Regions from separate parts of the Zea mays genome. Here region 2 is linked to region 1. Evidence: chromatin contacts called from public Hi-C data. All regions are on one chromosome and are shown on one strand. Each heading gives the region's core, a stretch centred on a gene start, on an enhancer-like site or on the middle of the called end of the contact. The rest is flanking DNA. Distances are from core to core; before and after follow the strand shown. Region 1 holds the start of LOC100193803 (alpha/beta-Hydrolases superfamily protein). Region 2 holds the start of LOC100277161.

Evidence for each region. Hi-C and Micro-C count contacts between places; a contact is called where the count stands out from the background.
Region 2: a contact with region 1 is called in a Hi-C map of ear, with 2.3 times the contacts expected there. The contact joins the promoter of LOC100277161 here to the promoter of LOC100193803 in region 1. A contact is called at or near these places in 2 of 25 Hi-C or Micro-C datasets (ear and tassel).

What each region holds. Positions count from the first base shown.
Region 1 is chr3:89,268,856-89,271,555 of Zm-B73-REFERENCE-NAM-5.0, forward strand. It overlaps LOC100193803 (alpha/beta-Hydrolases superfamily protein), which reads left to right and starts at 1,354. Exons shown (of 9, transcript NM_001310458.1): 1 at 1,354-1,536. The coding sequence starts at 1,493. It overlaps LOC103650372 (DNA polymerase V family), which reads right to left and starts at 1,161. Exons shown (of 3, transcript XM_008675956.4): 1 at 809-1,161. The coding sequence starts at 877.
Region 2 is chr3:89,482,959-89,485,658 of Zm-B73-REFERENCE-NAM-5.0, forward strand. It overlaps LOC100277161, which reads left to right and starts at 1,257. Exons shown (of 1, transcript NM_001364036.1): 1 at 1,257-1,747. The coding sequence starts at 1,339. The coding sequence ends at 1,461.

The DNA of each region.
Region 1 (2,700 bases), core at 104-2,603:
GAATGACTTCAAAGAAATTTAATTCCTCTTCTTCTCTAAGGTACAGATCAGAAGGTCGTATTTGCATTTCATTTCACTGTAAAGGGTGCAGTTGCAAATACAGATTAACCAGACAGAAACATGAGAAGACACATGATTCAAAAGCAGCCAAGATGCTAACTTAGAAATATAATTAGGCAAAGCGGAGCATGAGAAGAATCATATTTCTAAAGAATAAAAGGAAAAAAGTGAACTTGAATAAAACTGTCTAATCATAATAGTCCACAGCTATTCACATAGTTCTTCAGTCTACATATGGGATTTCATAGGTAAGGTTAACCCGCAACTGTCAAATCTCATTTGGGAGGGCGGGGCGGAGGAAGTGGAGGAGGGTCGTGCTCATCGCCGTCGCTGTTGGCTATCACGATCGAGAGAATGGCTTGGGGAGGGGATGGAGGTGGAGGACCCACAATACCCTTCAAATGTGGTAATTACTGTGACAAGCCCGCAACATATGATCCAATCGCTCAACCCGCGTGAGAAACTCCAGACGCCTCGCATCTCTAGCGCTTCTCCGCGATCACCAAAGGTTCATAAACCAGCGTGTGATTCAGCATCGCAACCGCGCACGAACCCATACCCAGCCGTTCGATTTCCCCCGCTGCCTGCTTCCCGTGCCCCCAAATTGAGCCACCCATGTCACCAACCCCACTCCAACAGTCTCGAAACCACGGGAACCCCCAAGGGGTGCCGCACAGCTGAGAGCAGCAAATTTCGGGCCACGCCCGACGGAACGGATCGAGGAGGCACGAGTTAGGGCTCGAATCACCTGGTTGGGCGAGACGGAGGTCGAGGAGTCCATGGCGAGCCTGCCCGCAGACGCGACAGCCTCCGCCATTCCTCTACAGCATCCGCCGGGCCGAGCCCTCGATTGGATCCAAACCCAAGCGAGCAACGCAAACACACAAGGACGGGAATTAGGTGAAAGAAAAAGGAATGAGCGCGGGTTTATGTGAGAGGAAAAATGAAGGGGGCGTCGGTGCAGAGGCGATGAGGAAGGGAGAGCATCACGCGCGGAGAGAGCGGGCGTAGTTTAGGGCTGGGGTGTTACGGGACGGAGGCAGGCGGAGGCACGGTGAAATATTGTGGACGCTCTCGTTGGATCCTTATAGAGTAGTAGAGATTTCAAATGGGTCTTATTCGCGAGAGCTAGACCATAGCCAACACAACAGTGGATTACGTTACCCCGTGGCCCACAAGTCATTCGTACGCCGCTGATCGATACATGTGGACCAGGTAATTCCCCATCGTTTAATTTGTGTTCCTAAAAAAATTGTCACGAAAAGACTAAATGCTAAAATAGGGGTCCCAACAGCCCGACTCCTTTCCTTTTCTTCCCAATCCTCCTCTCTTTCTTACGCCCTCCGGATTCGTTGCCTCGCTCGCGTCGCCCCTTCCCACCCCGGGCCTGCGTGGTTCAAGGAATTGGAGGCAACCTAATCGGCGGTCAGGAATGCTTCAAGAGTTCGTCGACAACGTCATCGCCGTCACAAAGGAGTAAGCAGCCTCTCCTCGTACCCCCGCGGCGATTTCAATATATGCATATGCGGTTTATCCAGGGAATGGGTCGTCAGAGCGCGGGGAATCAGGCAATCACCGACTTGTGATGATTTGGTGCGTTTGGTAGGAGATGGTTGTGGTGTGGTTTCAGGGTTACGTTGATTGATGAAGGGATTCGGGCCACGAGCTGTTCGTTGCTAGCTTGGGATTAAGTTGGGTTAATATGTGCTGCTGTAGATTTCGTAGGACGTTGGACTTTGCACTTATTATCTTAACACGCTTTTGCATATGCATGCCTAATTATTTTCGTATGCTCAAATTATTAAGCTGATTGCTGGAGATCTGTTAACAAAGGATTTTTGAGGATGATGGGAATGCGGGAGCCATGGCATGGTTCTCACTTCCAATGTTTCGCTTTTCCGTTCGAAGCCATGGCATTGTGCAATCGAACTATAAATACAGGCCGCTAGAGTCCAGGAAAATTGTTTTTATTTTCTGACATTACAATAGTAGATTCATTGTGCACACCAACATGCGCAAAGGTACCGTTGTTCAATCCTAGAAAGGCAGAGGCTAGCTCTAAATCATCAGCATGAATACTCCCTTTGCTATTGTAGTGCACTTACCTGTGATGGGCGACTGGTAAAATGGAGGTGCACAACCCTCACTAGTCACTAGAGCTAGCATGAGTTAGTTCAAATATGATTGAACTTGAGTATTTAGACTTTTTAACAAGCAAACAGTATAACTATTGCTTATTTAAGGTAATTCTATATTAATTTTTTATTCTATTTCTCCCTGTATATCTTTGATTATGAATTTTGAAAGGTGTGTACTATGCCAGTGCTGTATTAACTAACAAATAACAAACAATGAAGATATAGAGCTGTAACTGACAAATAACAAATAATGAAGGTATATATCTGTGTTAACTGACATATAACAAACAATGAAGATATAATGCTGTTTTTACCCCGTATGTCATCACAGGTTGAGTAGACCTGTTAGAAAAAAAAACAAGCTCTATGTTATTGTTCTTCTAATAAATCCTATTTCAAATGGTTGCAGTAACTATTATCTACTATGTATGGATTGTTAGTGATTTTGCGATTGTAGGAGTGGCCATGCTCAGAAAGATTTAGTTTGATGAGCAAAAACTTA
Region 2 (2,700 bases), core at 7-2,506, 210 kb after region 1:
ATATATTTGTTATGTTGTGGAATGTAGTGTAAAATAAAAATAAATAACATTTATAATGCTGGTCAAATTAACTTCCTAGAGGCCAATTGGGCCGTAGGAAGTTAGCCAATTAACTTCCTAGGGACTACAGTCAGCCGTAGCAAGTTAGTCAGTTAACTTCCTAGGGGCTACAGTCAGCCGTAGAAAGTTAGTCGTAGGAAGGTAGTCAGCTGACGGCGCTGACGGCGTGAAGCTACTAACTTCCGAGAACCTACTAACTTCCGAGAGGCTTTTTTGGCTGTAGAAAGTTAGCTAACTTTCTAGAGGGCTCTATGAAGTTAAGCTAACTTCCGACAAAAAAATTTCGAGAGCTAAACTTTCAACGGAATGGCTTTACTTCCGAGAGTTTAGCTAACTTACTAGAGTTTAGGGCTAACTTCCTATGGTTTAGGCTCTAGAAAGTTTACTATTTTGGTGTAGTGTCAGAGACATGTATAACGAAAACCAAACGAAACAGAGAAGAAAAAGAGTAACGAAACCATGATTCTCCATGCAGGTAGTACTTAGGAATCTCTCACGTGCGCGGTCCCATGGGGTTTGACGGAATCGATGGGCGCGCTAGAACACCAAGTGAAACAACCAATCGATATAATTGTAATCAGAGCTAGCCAATCAGGCAATCAGCCTCCGCCATCATGGATCATGACATCTGCGCCCAGGCCCGACAAGCGCACATGCACTCCGGCTAAATCGAGAGAGAGAGAGAGAGAGTCGTCAATCGTTACCAAGGTGTGGCATCCTTGGGTTATCTGTCCGTATGGGTCGTCGAACGGCGAAAGAAAAGGACTTTTACAGTCATGACTCAGCAACCAGCATTCAAAGCTGAACTCATGATCAGAAGAATCAATCGGGCGGCGCGCGCGCACGCATGCACGGGACGGGACTGACTACGGGAGGGCGTTGGGTGGCAGCGACGCCGCACCCGCACCGCACGAGCGGCACGTGAGGCCCCCGCCTGCCCTGGACCCCGACACATTTTCCGTAGGCAAACAGTGGTGCACGACGGCCGAACTACCCGGCGTGCGCTTCCCGGGCAGGAGGGCGACAAGAGGAATCTCGCCCCGCTGGCCATCGCCAACCCCGCCTGCACGCCCCGTGTGGGCCCCCGCTCGCCTTTCTCCTCCTCCGCTATCTACACTACAGTACTACACTACCTTCTCAACAGCTGCTGAGGTCCCGGCTCTGCTATATATACGGAGTGCTGCTTTAAGTTCTACACCTGCTACTTGAGCAAACAACGGCATAGCTCGTCCTCGCCGTTGCCAACTTGGGAGAATCCTGATCGTGACTGACTGCAAGATGAAGCTGCTCGTCGGAGGCCAGAGGAGGCAGAGGGGATTCGGCAAGGCCCTCAAGGAGCAGAGGGCCAGGCTCTACATCATCCAGCGCTGCGTCGTCATGCTCCTGCGATGGCACGACTGATCCAATCCACATACTGCCATGGGGGAGCTTCGTCCGAGATACAAACCAGTGGATTCACAGGGCGAGCTCCATCGTCCTTGCCTGGTGCTTGCTTCATCGGGCGCCGGAGTTTTGAGAGGTGTCGCGCTGCTGCCACAATGGTTGCCGCTTGCCGGCTGCTGTACATAGAGATAGAGGGCCATGGCCAATATAGTGTAGTACAAATAGAGGTAGGTGTTCGTCAGTGTCTACTGTGTCATTGTGTATGGAATGCCAAATCAGTGAACAAGACAGTTGTTGGGGTCTTTCTCTTTCGAATGTCCTCAAAAATACGGCTAACCATTTGCTTTCAGCATATTACTAAATATTACAGGAGCTTCGTCACTAAAAAAGCTTTAACATAACTCAAGAGAAATACGACGATACAAGCTTCATCACGGTTAAGCAGAAAGACGACATAGTGAGAAGGTGTTGTTCAAGTTATTAAATACAAATGACGATAATGTCCTTGTGACATTTATAAACTCTGTATATAATTGTTGAGGACATGAATGTAATAACGTACGAAGCTGTACGATTGCCTATAAATAGATGAACAGTACCCACGCTGGATTATAATTGCCCTCGCGTCATTACCTTCAAACAAGCCGAAGGTATCAATGCAATACAAACTTTGATAGTGTTTGTATATTTATTATGAAATAAATATGTGGCGTGACATCACATCTCGTAAGTACATCTTCATATTTACGAATGATGAAGACTCATTATTCATGACCTTCGTCTAAGATTCATTAAATCCGAAAGGAAATAATGCTTCGAAAGACGAAGGTCTTTAACATATAACAAATGTTGTTGCCTTGCTTTTGATTCATAGCAATTAAGAACAATTGACCAACGTTGATGCCCACCTATGGTGAACTCAAACGACCACCTTCGACAACAAGAGCTCGAACAACTACTTTCGTCGAGCCGCCGAAGAAGGCGGTAGCGCCAGGGGCTTCCCTTGCGCCGCTGGACACCAATCAAGAGGGGCTCCTTCTGAGGGAGACCCGAAGCCAGAAAAGGAAGGCCATTAGCCTAACACCACAGGAAGAAGAGTTGGATCAAGAAATCAGAGATCTAGAGGCTATCCATCAACAAGTGGAAAGAAGAAGAGAGAAAATGCTTCGGCTGACTGAACTCTAGAAGAAGATTGCTGAAGCAGTCGAAGAGATGTGTCACATCACACAAGACAACGAGCAAGGGCGTAGGCCACAA